Linked DNA regions of Mus musculus: regions 2, 3 and 4 are each linked to region 1. The links are chromatin contacts, called in public Hi-C and HiChIP or PLAC-seq maps. All regions are on one chromosome and are shown on one strand. Each heading gives the region's core, a stretch centred on a gene start, on an enhancer-like site or on the middle of the called end of the contact. The rest is flanking DNA. Distances are from core to core; before and after follow the strand shown.

What was found. Hi-C and Micro-C count contacts between places; a contact is called where the count stands out from the background. HiChIP or PLAC-seq counts read pairs in DNA pulled down with a chosen protein or histone mark.
Region 2: a contact with region 1 is called in an H3K4me3 HiChIP or PLAC-seq map of forebrain, with 9 times the contacts expected there. The contact joins the enhancer-like site here to the promoter of Tpbg in region 1. A contact is called at or near these places in 13 of 39 promoter capture datasets (the 3T3-L1 cell line, 3T3-L1-derived adipocytes, the C10 cell line and 10 more), 2 of 484 Hi-C or Micro-C datasets (nephron progenitors and urothelial organoids), 15 of 115 datasets of contacts at active chromatin or transcription factors (astrocytes, craniofacial prominence, embryonic brain and 10 more) and 1 of 9 other capture datasets (adipose tissue).
Region 3: an H3K4me3 HiChIP or PLAC-seq map of neural tube shows a contact between it and region 1, with 4 times the contacts expected there. The contact joins the enhancer-like site here to the promoter of Tpbg in region 1. A contact is called at or near these places in 5 of 39 promoter capture datasets (the 3T3-L1 cell line, cranial neural crest, liver and 2 more), 1 of 484 Hi-C or Micro-C datasets (cerebellar granule neurons), 13 of 115 datasets of contacts at active chromatin or transcription factors (the NIH/3T3 cell line, astrocytes, craniofacial prominence and 10 more) and 2 of 9 other capture datasets (embryonic trunk and liver).
Region 4: a contact with region 1 is called in a Hi-C map of cerebellum, with 1.5 times the contacts expected there. The contact joins the enhancer-like site here to the promoter of Tpbg in region 1. A contact is called at or near these places in 7 of 39 promoter capture datasets (the 3T3-L1 cell line, cranial neural crest, embryonic stem cells and 3 more), 2 of 484 Hi-C or Micro-C datasets (cerebellar granule neurons and cerebellum), 11 of 115 datasets of contacts at active chromatin or transcription factors (the NIH/3T3 cell line, embryonic hindbrain, embryonic limb bud and 6 more) and 2 of 9 other capture datasets (liver and pancreatic islet).

What each region holds. Positions count from the first base shown.
Region 1 is chr9:85,841,087-85,844,493 of GRCm38.p6, forward strand. It overlaps Tpbg (trophoblast glycoprotein), which reads left to right and starts at 1,766. Exons shown (of 2, transcript NM_001164792.1): 1 at 1,766-1,869; 2 at 2,565-3,407. The coding sequence starts at 2,894. LOC115487186 (a long non-coding RNA gene) reads right to left here and starts at 2,594. Exons shown (of 2, transcript XR_003948199.1): 1 at 2,512-2,594; 2 at 256-2,129.
Region 2 is chr9:86,323,855-86,327,261 of GRCm38.p6, forward strand. All of the region lies in intron 9 of Ube2cbp (ubiquitin-conjugating enzyme E2C binding protein), which reads right to left. Among named protein-coding and RNA genes, the nearest start is that of Ube2cbp, 140 kb to the right of the region's middle. Within about 2 kb of position 1,512, at least 7 of the 459 cell types and tissues checked have an H3K27ac peak or open chromatin away from gene starts, as enhancers often do.
Region 3 is chr9:86,185,682-86,189,088 of GRCm38.p6, forward strand. No RefSeq gene overlaps it. Among named protein-coding and RNA genes, the nearest start is that of Ube2cbp, 280 kb to the right of the region's middle. RefSeq lists an enhancer at 628-2,695. Within about 2 kb of position 1,585, at least 13 of the 459 cell types and tissues checked have an H3K27ac peak or open chromatin away from gene starts, as enhancers often do. A contact at or near this core is called in astrocytes, neural stem cells and neural tube, where this site is marked.
Region 4 is chr9:86,164,981-86,168,387 of GRCm38.p6, forward strand. No RefSeq gene overlaps it. Among named protein-coding and RNA genes, the nearest start is that of Ube2cbp, 300 kb to the right of the region's middle. Within about 2 kb of position 1,876, at least 4 of the 459 cell types and tissues checked have an H3K27ac peak or open chromatin away from gene starts, as enhancers often do. A contact at or near this core is called in cerebellar granule neurons and cerebellum, where this site is marked.

The DNA.
Region 1 (3,407 bases), core at 516-3,015:
TTGACCCCAGATCACACTAGCTCATAGTCTTTTTTGTTTGTTTGTTTGCTTGCTTGTTTGGCAAGCTGAACAGGAAGGATTCAGGACGATCGTCCCAATGCTACAGTGTATCTTGCCTCTGAGGTATATGTTGAGATGAGATGAGAATACTTTTTTTTTTTTTTTTTTTTTTTTAATGCTAAAAAGCTAGGTCACAAGAGCACTTGCTCTTTTGACAGAACCATTTAAGACCACACCAGAAGATCAGAAAAATTCTTCCCGTGCCATTTACTTTACTACAAACGTAGGCAGTAAAATTGCCCTTTTCGGCGTACAGTCTTACGAGTTTTAGCACGTGTATGGGTTTACATAACCATCGTCATGATTGCCATACATATGACTTCAGCTTCTGAGTCGGTTTTTTTTTCCCCTCAAAGCTTTTCACATTTATACTGCAAAACACTTTTAAAAATAAGAGAAAGGGATTTAGATAAATGTGCTGAAGATGCAAATTAATGAAACTGTCTTTTTGCACAAATCTCTGCAGTCTCCAGGCTCTGCAGCTTTTTTTCCTGGGCCATTTTGGCTGGTGTTTCTGTGGACTATCTTTCCACAGAAAGAAACAGCCATAGACTCAGAATTGGACCGCCACAGTCATGATGCATGTTGTGGGGAACAATCCCCGGCTTCCTTAACTTGATACTTTTATTATACTGGGTCTTCTTTTTCCCAGCCTTATCTCTCCTATCGTTTCTCTCTCTAAAATGAAATAGTCTGTAATCACCCACACCTTTTAACTTGGGGAAAATTTGACTGAGGAAAAGCAGATAAGACTTTTTGAGAGAGCAATGAGAGGGCGTTCGGGACTCCAACTCTCTCCAGACTTAATGACATTGGTCCTATAAGCATTCCAGTCGTTTCCCTAATCCATCATCCGGCGCCTGCCAGCGCCCCCTGGGAGACAGACTTTGGGACAAACTTCTTTCCCAGGTCAGCCCGCCCACCTCCCGCCGCGAGCGCTCCCTGCGTAAGTGACTTGTGCTGACACAACGCACCGCATCTGGTGTAGGGAGCTTTCCGGGTGACTCACGTCTTTGCAATTTGCTTTTGTTTCTGGGGTGTTTTAGCTGCAATTTTCTTCCCTCTGGTTTTAATTTTGAGAGGAGGGGGGAAAAAACCACCCATAATGAATCAAGAATGAGTGTCCTTTCCAGTAACCCTCCCCCACTTTAAAGTTGACTGTCTTTACAAGTTTGATAACTACCCTAGACGTGCGGGGGCGGCACAGGTAGGAAGGCATTAACTAACTACCTCATAAACTGAAGTTGCCAGCCAAACCGAGCCACGAGAGAGGAGACTTTCTGAATCTCCCTCACAACCCAGGCGTTTGCCGCGGCGGATGTAACCTGTGCAGCTCCTTCTTCTACTGCTGCTTTGCTCACGCTTAAATCCCTCTCCTCACTGCCAGCGGTGCCAGAAGCAGCGTGAATTCCAAGAGGTCCACCAGCGGTTTTGTTTCTGTCCGAGGTAAATACGCTATGCAAAATACGGAACCACCAAAGGATGCCGGGGAGGGGGAACAGAAGGGGAATCCCTCACCTTCTCGGGATGCGTTGCTCATTTATCTCCGCCTAGGGGAGTCGCCCAGCCTAGGTTGCCCCTCGTATCCCTCCCTGAAGCCCCTACCTGGGGCAGCAGAGGTGGCCAGCGCGGCGGCGATCTCTCCTGCAGCCCTGGCCCTCCCCCGCCCCCCGGCTTGGTTTTTCCCAGCCGTGGAGGTTGGGCCAGGGGCTGGGGTTGAGAGGAGAGTCGGCGCCCGCAGCAGGAGCTGGGAAGGCGCGTGGACTCGGGTGGCCCTCGGAGTTGGCTTTGCAGGCGCGGGGTGCGGAGGTGAGCAGTGGGGACCGAGCGGCCAGGTTTGGAGCCTGGAGGCGGGACCAGGGTTCCTTTCTATACTAGGGCGTGAAGAGAGCCGGGGGGGGGGGGGTCCTGGCTGCCACACCGCCCACGGTCCCACGGCCGCTTTGTTGGCGGGTTCCCTCCGTTTTTCTGGAGATGTCTGGATCCTCTCGGGATCGGGGAGCTGGGTGGCCAGGAACTGGGGAGTCGAGAGTAGGCGACAGCTGTACGGCTCTGCTCCCCTTTTCACACTAATCCAAGGAGGTACCAAAAAAAAAAAAAAGCTCTTAAGAGTCCCGTAACCCGAAACTTCGCTCTCATCCCAAGGTGGGAGGGGGAGGAGCGGCGGGGGCGGGGACCCCGGAAGGCAGGTGGTCGGCCGGGGCGGTAGGAGCTGGGATCCGGAAAAAGGAGAAGTTTGCTCGCTGGACACCGCGGGGTCTGCGTGAAGTTCTAGGCGGGAGGAGGGCAATCCGGGCAGGAGCCAGGCGGGAGGTGGCCCGGGTCCTGATGGTGTGGGCCCGGAAGAGGTAGGCTTAGCGCCTGGGAGTGGGGACCGCGTCCCACTAGGGAGGAAGGACGCACACAGAAGCTTGGGCCGGGTTGCTAGTGTGGGGACTACTTGGTTCGTACTCGGGGAGCTGCGGCCGTCACTCCTCCTCACGCTTCTCTCCCGCTTGTCCCAGGTCGCTCATCCGATCCTGCCCTGAGAGAGGCGCCAACAAAGGAGTTGAGGAGGTGCCACCCACCCCAGCTGCGGCGGGAGGAGGAGCGCCAAGGCCCGTGTCCCGACCCGCCGTGCGTACTCACTGGAGGGAAGGGCGGGGTGCCGCTCCGGGAGGGGGACGCCCGGTGGCTCGGGGTTAGCCAAGTTCCAGCTTTTGGCGTCCCCTCCTCTGCTCCCACGCGAGGAAAGTTTGCCGTCGACGCTTGCGGCCGGCTCGCGCCCGCCGGGCCCAGGCGGTCGAGTCTTCGGAGCGGGCGCTGTCCCAGCTCCGGGGAACCGCGAGCCGCGATGCCTGGGGCGGGCTCCCGGGGCCCCTCCGCCGGGGACGGACGGCTGAGGTTGGCAAGGCTGGCGCTAGTGCTGCTGGGTTGGGTCTCCGCGTCGGCCCCCAGCTCTTCGGTACCCTCGTCTTCCACCTCCCCGGCAGCCTTCCTGGCCTCGGGGTCTGCGCAGCCTCCGCCAGCCGAGAGATGCCCCGCGGCGTGCGAGTGCTCCGAGGCGGCGCGCACGGTTAAGTGCGTGAACCGCAACCTGCTGGAGGTGCCGGCGGATCTACCGCCTTACGTGCGCAACCTTTTCCTTACCGGCAACCAGATGACCGTGCTCCCGGCGGGCGCCTTCGCCCGCCAGCCGCCGCTCGCCGACCTGGAGGCGCTCAACCTCAGCGGCAACCACCTGAAGGAAGTGTGTGCAGGTGCCTTCGAGCATCTGCCGGGTCTGCGCCGGCTTGACCTCAGCCACAACCCTCTCACCAACCTCAGCGCCTTCGCCTTTGCGGGCAGCAACGCCAGCGTCTCGGCCC
Region 2 (3,407 bases), core at 262-2,761, 480 kb after region 1:
GAAATCCAATATTACACATCTGATAGTAGAGAGAACAATGTAACTAGCATGCATTTATTATCCATTAATAAAAATGGCCAACTGGGGATGTATTTATACTTGCTTAGCATGCGCAAAGCCCCTGACTCAATCACCCCGTCTACCCCAACTCAAAACCAAACACAACAACCTGACAGCACACACTCGTTATTGTTTTACTCAAATTCCTGCCATAGGTCAGTTTTGGAGTACATCCATTCTTGTTATTTCAAAGATGTTTCGAATATGTCAATCAACATGTCTCCAGCAGAAAGACGGGGCATCAAGTGAGGGATGGGGTTGCCATTCCACAGTCAAAACTCTGACCCATAATTGCCCCTGTCTGAAAGAACTGCAGGGGTAGAAATGGAGAGGAGCCTGAGAAAAAGAAAGTCCAGCAGTGGGATCCAGCTCAAGGAGAGGTCCCAAGGCCTGACATTATTACTAAGGCTATGGAGTGCTCACAAAAAGGGACCTATCGTGACTGTCCTCTGAAAGACACAACAAGCAGCTAAAAGAGTCAGATGCAGATATTTGCACCCAACCAATGGACAGAAGCTGCTGACCCCTGTGGTTGAACTAGGGGAAAGCTGGAAAAAGCTGAGAAGGAGGGCAATCCGGTAGGAGGACCAGCAGTCTCAACCAGGACCCCCAAGATCTCTCAAACACTGTATTACCAACCAGGCAGCATACACCAGCTGATATGAGGCCCCCAACACATATACAGTGGAGGAGTGCCAGGTCTCATCAGTCAGAGATGATGCATCGAATCCTCAAGATACTGAAGGCCCCAGGGAGTTTAGAGGTCTGGTGGGGTGGGGACATCCTCGTGGAGACAGTGCATGGGGAGGAGGTATGTGATATGGAACAGCCGGAGGGTGGACTGGGAGGGGAATAAAATCTGGAGTGTAAATAAATAAATAATAGATTTTTAAAAAAAAATTAACCCACAAAGCCATGAGAATACCTAAACTATTAATAATATTCACTATCATCTAATATCCAGTTAGTAACTCAAGCTTCTAGGCTACTTACACAGTGTTTTAACAACTGATGCTTGTCAGATTCCACAGTTGGCTCCAGAATAACAACGGATGGAGTCACATGTGTTTTGAGTTTCTTTTAAATTCTAAATTGCTCAAACACCCCCACTCCCACTTCTTCTGCTTTGTGATTTCTATTTTAGACAGACTTTTGCTTTGTAGAGTTTTCCATTTACTGGAATGTGGTGTGTGTTTTGTTTTTATTTTTAGTGTCATTAGAAATTTATGCATTTAAAGCACTTTAATCCCTTGCAGTTATGCTCATCACAGCTCAGACTGTTCCCTCTTTGAAGTGAGAACCACTGCAACCCAGACTCCAGGTCTGATACACAAAATCCCGGTACTGTACGAAAATGTGGTGGCTGTGATGTTTGCTTTCTGGTAGGATATAACTCAGTCTCTCGCGCGCTTCTAGCCTACAGTGGAATGGCCTTGTTCCAAAAGGACTGTGCTCCATCTTAGGGAGGTGGCACTTAGTGGCCTCCCCAAAAGCTGTTCCTGTCTCTAAGGCACTTTGAACACAGCTCTGCACAGGGGCTAGTGCCTCTCTCCATCTGAGAAGGAGCCACTGTGTTCCTGTTTCAATTCGCAGTAAGAAAACACCTGGCTACCACTGTTCTTGCCTCCTGGTCAGAAGCAGGTCCCAGACTCCCAGAGCTACATCTTGCCTGCTTCCCTGAGTGGGACGGGCTAGAAAACAGCACCTTAGCAAACAATGCCCCCCCTTGACAGATTCTAAAAGCAAAGTGCCTGAATCCCATTCTTTCCACTGCAACTAAAAGGAAAATTTTAAGTTCCATGATCAGAAGGCCAGAATGGGAAAATAATATTTCTGTATTGAACACTTAATTAAAAAAAAATAAGTAAAGATACTGTTTTGTGGAGCAAAGTAAAAATGAAACAAAACAAAAACAAAAAAGCATCAAACAAACAAAAAAAGAAGCATGCAGAAGAAATGACTGCATTTAGAAGTCTCACCAGGAAATATCCCTGGGTACGAATTGAAAAGGTGTCTCAAGAATTCCAGATGGGACAGGTTCCTGCAGAGTTACATCAACAATGGAAAGAAGCACTGGTCTCATCCCCTGGAAAGGCGAAAGTACTGGAAAGCTACCCCAAAGAAAACTGAGGGAGTTCTGAATCTCTGCTAATTATCAGCATTGGAAAACACTCTGAGCATCACAGGGAAGAAAAAAAAAATCAGGAAACATAGGGACACATTTCATGTTTCTGAGATATAGATCAAATTTATGCAGATGGCAGAAGGTTTCTCAGTTTCAGGTCTGCAGTGAAACCTCACGCTTGAGGCATACCTGGTGGTGGTGGGTACCAGGGATCCTACAACCAATCACTAAACAGACGCCTTGCAAACGAAGAGAAACCCAAACCCAAACCAACCGAATAGCACCTGGAAAGAGGTAAGAATCTCTGGGCTGGAAATGAAGATGAAACTCAAAATGAGGTATTCATTATCACAAGAGTAAGAGAGACCAGCAACCTCACAAGCCAGCCCGGATAATGGTTTCACAGGTGAGATACGGCAACCCCACAGGACCGCCTGATGATGGCTTCACAGATGACAATACAAACAACGTAGCAGGGGTTCGGTCCCACAGTGCAGACCCCTGCGGCACGTTAAATAAGCATCCGCCATGCAATCCAGCACTCTCATTTCTAGACATTTACCCAATGGAAATGCAAACACATTCATAAGAAAGATTTTACCAACTTATTTATAATAGCTTTCTTCAAAATAGCCCCAAACAGAAGACAAAAGGCACTGACAAAAGCCAAAAGGAAACAGGGAAGCTCTTTCCACAAAACATAATAAAACAAACACCACTCTCCCTAAGGGCAAGGGGGGTGGGTGGGACCTTGCCCACTCTAAAATGTTGATAGTACAAGAAAAAAAATAGCGCCAGGAGTAAAAGTATTTGATTATTGCCAAATGTATCTATTTGTACTTCTTTTTCTGATAGGGTCTCATGTAGCTCAGGCTATGCACCTAAGGATGACCTTAAGTTTCTGATCCTCCTGCCTCAGTTTGCTGGGACTGTAGGTGCACAACACCACCCCTGATTTCATGCTGTGTTGCGTGCCCAGTAAGTATTCCGTGAACTGAGCTATATCCCCAGCCACAAGCTTTTAAAAAATGGGATGGAGGTAGGGGCTGGCCTTGTGGGGGACAGGGGAACCCAACAGCCCACTGCTTCTGGCCCCAAAATGTGGCTGAAGGAAAAGACTGGAAAAGTAAATCCATTATACCTCAAAATTATGCTCAGATTAATTAAAATGAAAAATGCTGGGGACAAGAAGAATGTGAGGACCCTGCATAACTCTTCTCTC
Region 3 (3,407 bases), core at 335-2,834, 340 kb after region 1:
TATCAACCTGATTGTGCTGAATTAGAAGGAATCTAGTGCAGATTGTCTGACAGCAAGGCTGAGCAGGAATAGGTGAATCTCTGACAAGATGGTTCAGCCAGCACCAGGTATAAGTGCATATGATGAGAGGGAACCACATATAACACAGAGTGACCAACCCATGGCTCCAGCCACATATGTGGCAGAGAATGGCCTTGTCAGATATCATTGGGAAGAGAGGCCCTTGGTCCTGTGAAGACTTGATGCCCCAGTGTAGGGGAATGCCAGGACAGGGAAATGGGAGTGGGTGGGTGGGGGGGGGGGGGAACACCCTTAAAGAAGCAGGGGGAGGGGGAACCAGGGTAGGGGATAACATTTGAAATGTAAATAAAGAAAATATATAATAAAAAAATCAAAAAGAAAAGAAAAGAAAGGAAAGGGAAGGGAAGGGAAGGGAAGGGAAGGGAAGGGAAGGGAAGGGAAGGGAAGGGAAGGGAAGGGAAGGGAAGGGAAGGGAAGGAAAGGAAAGGAAAGGAAAGGAAAGGAAAGGAAAGGAAAGGAAAGGAAAGGAAAGGAAAGGAAAAGAAAAGAAAAGAAAAGAAAAGAAAAGAAAAGAAAAGAAAAGAAAAGAAAAGCACAAGACTTGTTGGGAAGAAGGCATTCATTAGGAGAAAAAGGGAGTCAGACAGAAACCACTAATGTGTATTATACACATGTATGAAACGATCAAATCATAAAATTTGTTAAAGAAAACTTAAAAAAAAAAGAAGAAAACTTAAGAAATAATGAATATTCCTCACTTTGAAGAAGCAAGTATGGTCTTTATCAATAACAGAATTGCTATCAAGAGACAGAACAGGAGGTAAGAAGAGATCCTTCCAGTCAACACAACCCTGCAGTGTTTTGACTTATGAACACCCAGGACTACATCTAACGCATGGAGCCAGCTAGCAATCCACGAGTGTGTAGAAAGCATTTGAAAACTGTTAAGTCACTCTGGAAACTCAGGTTTGTACAAGATGATAAATAGCTCTTCCTCCCTGGCACGCAGAGCATGTCCATCACTGAATTAATTATCAAAGCCTAGAAAAACAACCCTAGCAACAACCCTTGCAGCAAGCACAGCTTGGAAATGCTGATGCAAAGATGGAACCCGCAGGAAATGACCTATGAGAATACAGTGTGGTCTAACACCAAGTTCGGAAACCCAGCTAGGGCCTCTTTGCACTTAAGCTATGAAACCAGGAAAAGCAAACAGAACGGATTTGACAGACCCCCAAATAAAACCTTAGCTCGTTCTTTTGGGGAATCACAACACAATGAACCCTTGACTGTGTCATCCCTAGCTCAGACTGCATTCAAAACACAACACCCAGCAGGGTATTTATCCCAGTATCCTTAGCCCAAATACAGATTTCCATAAAATCAATTAATCTTTGGGATGAAGAGGTCTTTGGGGGTCATGAAACGCAACCTCTCACCCAATACTCCCAGAGCTAGAAGATTATCCAGCCTATGCATCCTGCTGTGGCGCTTACCATTGTGGAGGGCAGCTCTTTCCACTGATGAATAGCCACAGTTATTAGAGTTGCTAATATTGGGCTGAAATCTGGCCCCTGGTAATTGCCACCCACTGGTCCTAGCTTTGTCCTCTGAAGCATTTCAGTGTCTCACCCCTCACTATCACCATGACAACTCTTCAAATATGTAAAGGCAAAGAAATCCCCATGCAGGCTGTGCACTCTCTGCTTTCGGCTCTCTTCATTTAGAAGAGGCCCTTTACCCTGTCAAGACACTGTCCTCTGACTGTATCAATGATCAATGTCAATGTTGAGATATACTTATCAGAACCTGAGACAGTATTGCAACCAGTGCCCCGTTCGGATGCCCCTGCACTCTCTCTCTCTGAGGGAATGTAGAGTTATCTACAGGAGAGCAGACTGCTATTCAATCCTGTTTCACTTGTAGTACCTACTGCCAGCGCAGAAATGGTTGCACTCAATCCTGACATCCTGGGCAGAAGTTTTCAAAATAAACATTAGGTTATAAAGTTGACTTCCATCTCAGTAAATGGCTTCAGCGACTCAGGATATGAAAGGTTGTACACTAAGCATTATGGGGCATTCAAGATGTTTAGATCTGATAGAAAAACAATCAAGTGCACAAATAGATTATACAAAATAATTACAGGAAGAAATGAGATAAAAGATCTGGCATGGAGGAAGACCACGGTGTGTGCGCGGTCTCAAAGGCTGTACAGAGGTGGGAAGACGCAGGAACTGATGTTTTGAAGGATGGGTTAGACGTTAATGAGTGGAGAAGAACACAGCAGGCGAGGGAGGCTTAAGACAACGAAAGAAATGGAAGGCTAGGATCCCTGCAGGAAATAACAGCTCCATCGGGCTGACATGCAGAGGCAAGAGGTGAAGGAACGGGACCCAAAAGTCCAAAAGCAGTTGGAAGGAGCTGGATATTTTTAAACACAACATTGCCAATTATGCTAACTCCCTAAATTTGACAGATCACCATCATTGGTAATGACTTTTTCTCTCAGTCTGGGGATTTTCTAAGAACTTCGTTCCCATCTTTTTAATATACTCAAATTGAATCTGGCCACACAAACACTAGGGAAATCACACATGTGGACAGTTTGCTAAATACTGCAAACAACAAAACTTTTATTTTCTCCAGTGCTGCTTACGTGCCAAACCATGTGTTGTGCTTTACGAGTTCATACTTCTGTGAGTGCCTCTATTGATGAAGAATGAGTTCATACTTCTCTGAGTGCCTCTATTGATGAAGAATGAGTTCATACTTCTCTGAGTGCCTCTATTGATGAAGAAGAGTGCTTCTTTTCTAGTAGGAACTGAGCCACAAAGAGCTTGGGGCAATTGCCAATATACACAGCTAACAGGTAAAAGAGTTAAGATTTGAAGCTAGAGGCACAGGGTTCATGAGTTCTACCCTTCTGCCTTTCCACCATAAATATGTGTGCGACCCTTTCCTAAACAACCTGTTTATAATTTCACTGATTTAAGGGTTTATTTTTTTAAGGTTTCTTCCCTACAGGATGAGCTAAAGCAACTTTTCTGGGTCTGTGTCTAGCCCGTCATCTTCCAGAATTCTCAAACCGAGTTATATACTGATTGTGAGGCTCCATTAACGTGTTGCAGCCGGGCACTAAGAGTCATTTTAGCAACTAAACCATACTCTATGGTTAAGCAAAGGAAAACTTGCCTGAGGTAAAAATATATCTGAAGATCATCCACAGTTCCCCTCATACCTCCTCTGGAGCAGTTTCCATAATTAAGAGTCAACTAATCCAGCTGCCAGCCCCCTCCCTCTGAATAGCTCCAGACAGATCAAAATGGAACCTGCTGTTAAAATCCTCAAACAGAAAATTCCACAGTACCCCCAAGGTAACCAAT
Region 4 (3,407 bases), core at 626-3,125, 320 kb after region 1:
CCTAGCCCAGGCTTCCATCTCTTCTCTCTCCAACCATGATGATAGCTTCTAAGAGAGGTAGATACTTCACTGCTATCTGATCCCTTAGGGTTGATCGTCATCTTCAAACAGCCACAATGATTTTTAAGGTATTTACAATGTCCCAAAACACAGGCACCTTCTCATCAGAGCAGAACACAAGGATTTTGAAGGTAAGATCTGGATTATTTTTGGAAAGACATTTGATACTCTATCATTGAGGATTTTGTTCATGTAGGTGTGAATTTAAATGAGTTGTTTTCTATTGCTATCATTACACATTTCCCAAATTTTATATTTTTTAAAAATAACAAACTTACTCTATACATCTATACGTTAGAAGTCTAATCCACTAAATCAAGTTCTTTGTAGGGCTATATTCCTTTTTGGAAGCTTTGGGGAAGGCATGTTTCCTTGTATCCTACAGTTTCCAGCAATCCTTTGGCTGATGGCTCCTTCCTCCATCATAAAAACCAGAAGAAACTCATCAATCTCACTCTTTCTCCCTGATCCCATCTCTTCCACTGGATATGCCTTGGAAAGTGTCTCTCATTTTAAGGCCTCAGTGACTAGAATGATCTTATCTAGGTAACTTTAGCCACGTCTGAGGAAGTCCCCTTGCCATGAAGTTAGTATGTCCACAGATTCCAGGGATCAGAGCACAGGCTCTATGGAGGGGCTATTTTCCTTCCTACTACAGAAGGGAAGACTGGGTCTCCTCCAGAAAGAGTTACATCCACACTGCATCCATCTCCATCTTCCCTGAATCATCAGATGCCCTTCTCCTTAAGTTGGAGGTCCCCCTTCTACTCTGCTCCCAATCTTTCACAAGATGCTCTGAACTTTATGGAGATGGTTCCTTTTTCTCTTCCAACTCATAAAAATCCCTTCACAATCACACTCAGTATAAGTTCCATCCCTTGTCTATGGTTTAAATTTTGTAACCTGTGAGCTTGGATTTCTCTTTGTTTACATATACACACACACACACACACACACACACACACACACACACACACACACACATGGGGGGGAGGGGGGAGCTACTACAGCAGATTCTCCCTCTTTGTTTCTAGGTAATATCACAGAAAGATGTTCAGAGACAAATACATGGCAAAGCAAGTATATAGTTTATAGACAAATACACACGCACACACACACACACACACACATGCACACAAGTGTTTAAGCGAAGTTATCAGGTGTATCAAATAAAATAGGTTGTAAAAAGAATTTTCCAAAACGAGTCATTAAGTATGCTCATAAAGAGTCATTCTGAGCATGTTAGAGATGGAATTTGATAGAATTTGATTGTTTCATCTAATTAATTCATATGGAAACTGAGGCTGGATAATGTAAAGATGGGTGAGAATATGAAGGTCAGGTTTATTTACTGGGTAGGTGGAAAACAGCTTGAATCATTGAACAACACTATTCAGGATCCCCAGGAAAAGAAGCTTACACGATCAGGCTTCTGATCACACTCTAGCTCATAGCTTAACCTTGAGAGTGGAGAATGGCCACAAGCCAGTGGAGCAGAAGGCCAGAGGAGGGAACAGTGTCCCTCAGCTGATGGAGCATGCTGACAATAATAACCAAGCCCACGTGGTCTCTCAAGCAGCAGTGATTCGGTTCAGCATGGCTTCCTCTGAGCTGTGTACATTTTAAGCAAGTTCAGGCTCAGCCTGCTGGGTACTTTTTTTTTTTCTTTAATAAATAGGCAGGTTGATAATCTTTCTTTTGAGAATCTCACCTCTGATGCTCAAATGAATTTAAATCAGTACTTCTGCACCACATAGAGAAACAGGTAGAGGCAGCTCACCTCCTCACATGGACTGTCCCTTGCTGCTGCTTAAATCCCTCTCTTCCCACACCAGTGAGCAGGTGGGGGGGGGGGGTTAAGGAAGTGATACAAGTACTTCTACTCATGTCTCCCTCAGCCTTTGACATCACTCATGCTCACATGTGCTCCTGCCTCAAAAGAAGAGGGGCAAACAAGGGGAACTATAAAGGCTTTTTAGATAAACTAACACTCTCCTGCACAGTGGTGGAATTTTAAATTTGATTTTAACTCTAGGAGTGTGTAAAGTTTCACATACAATCTGGTTCAGATATCATATCTTACCTGATACCACCCATAAGAAAAAGGATCCAGAAGGGTTTTGATTTGTTTGATTTGTTTTGTTTTGGGGTTTTGTGTGTGTGTGTGTGTGTGTGTGTGTGTGTGTGTGTGTTGTTTTGTTTGTTTCTTTGTTTTGTTTTGTTTTTTGAGGCCTTTAGGCACCTGGGTCCTAGTGTAAGCAAAGGTTTTAGGGAGATTTCAAGAACTGGCAATCATAAATTATACAGGCACTTCATTACAGACCGCAGTCAGAGATGCTCGCTGTCGCTGCATCTCAAATCAGCATTGCATGATTGAAACACCAGTGTGTACAAATCACAAATCAAACTGCTGAAATGTTTGATTCCAAGGACAACTGATGAACACCGAATCTTTCAACATCAACAACAAAAATGTATGGATTTCAGATTCTAACAAGCTGTCATCTGGCAGGGGGGTTGAGACTAAAGCTAACATCGTGGGCTTGTGTACAGCAGAGTTGGCTTGTGAGCAGCCACTGATTGGATTATGCATTATGCCTCTTTTCTTCTGGCTCCCTCCAACACACATACTCTATAAGAGGCTAGAGGTGTCTTGGTCAAATAGGCAGGCTCCTATATGTATGGCCACATTAGCGATGCGGTCAGAATCTAATACATTTTTTGTTTTGTTTTGTTTTTTCTAGACAGGGTTTCTCTGTATAACCCGGGCTATCCTGGAACTCACTTTGTAGACCAGGCTGGCCTCGAACTCAGAACTCTGCCTGCCTCTGCCTCCCGAGTGCTGGGATTAAAGGCATGCGCCACCACACCTGGCACATTTTTAATACATAAAAAAAAAAAAATCAGCTTCCCAAGACTTTGGTTTTCCATTCAAGAAAAGCCCAAGAGCCCTTTGAAGATAATGAATCCCAATGATATTAGCAAAGGAAAAAAATCAAGCCCCGCCTCTCTCTTCCTCCCTCCCTCACCTCTCCTTCTCTCCTCCCTCTTCCCTCCTCTTTCTTATTCTTGTTCTCTGTAGGGTTTCAAGGAATTATAGGCAGCATCACTATGCCCAGTGAATTTCTAATTTTTTAAATCTGAATTTCCATTATACACATATATACATTTATGTATATACTGAATGTTATTCTATAATTCTGCTACATTCACTAAGCTGATTCTACCCTTTTACCCCTCTTTCTGTTGATGTGGCATACCACCCTGGCTTATTTGCATAGGTTGGACTGTCCTGCTGTACTCACAGAGTTGGATGCCACTTGATGAGTGACCCCTATAATGTGTCA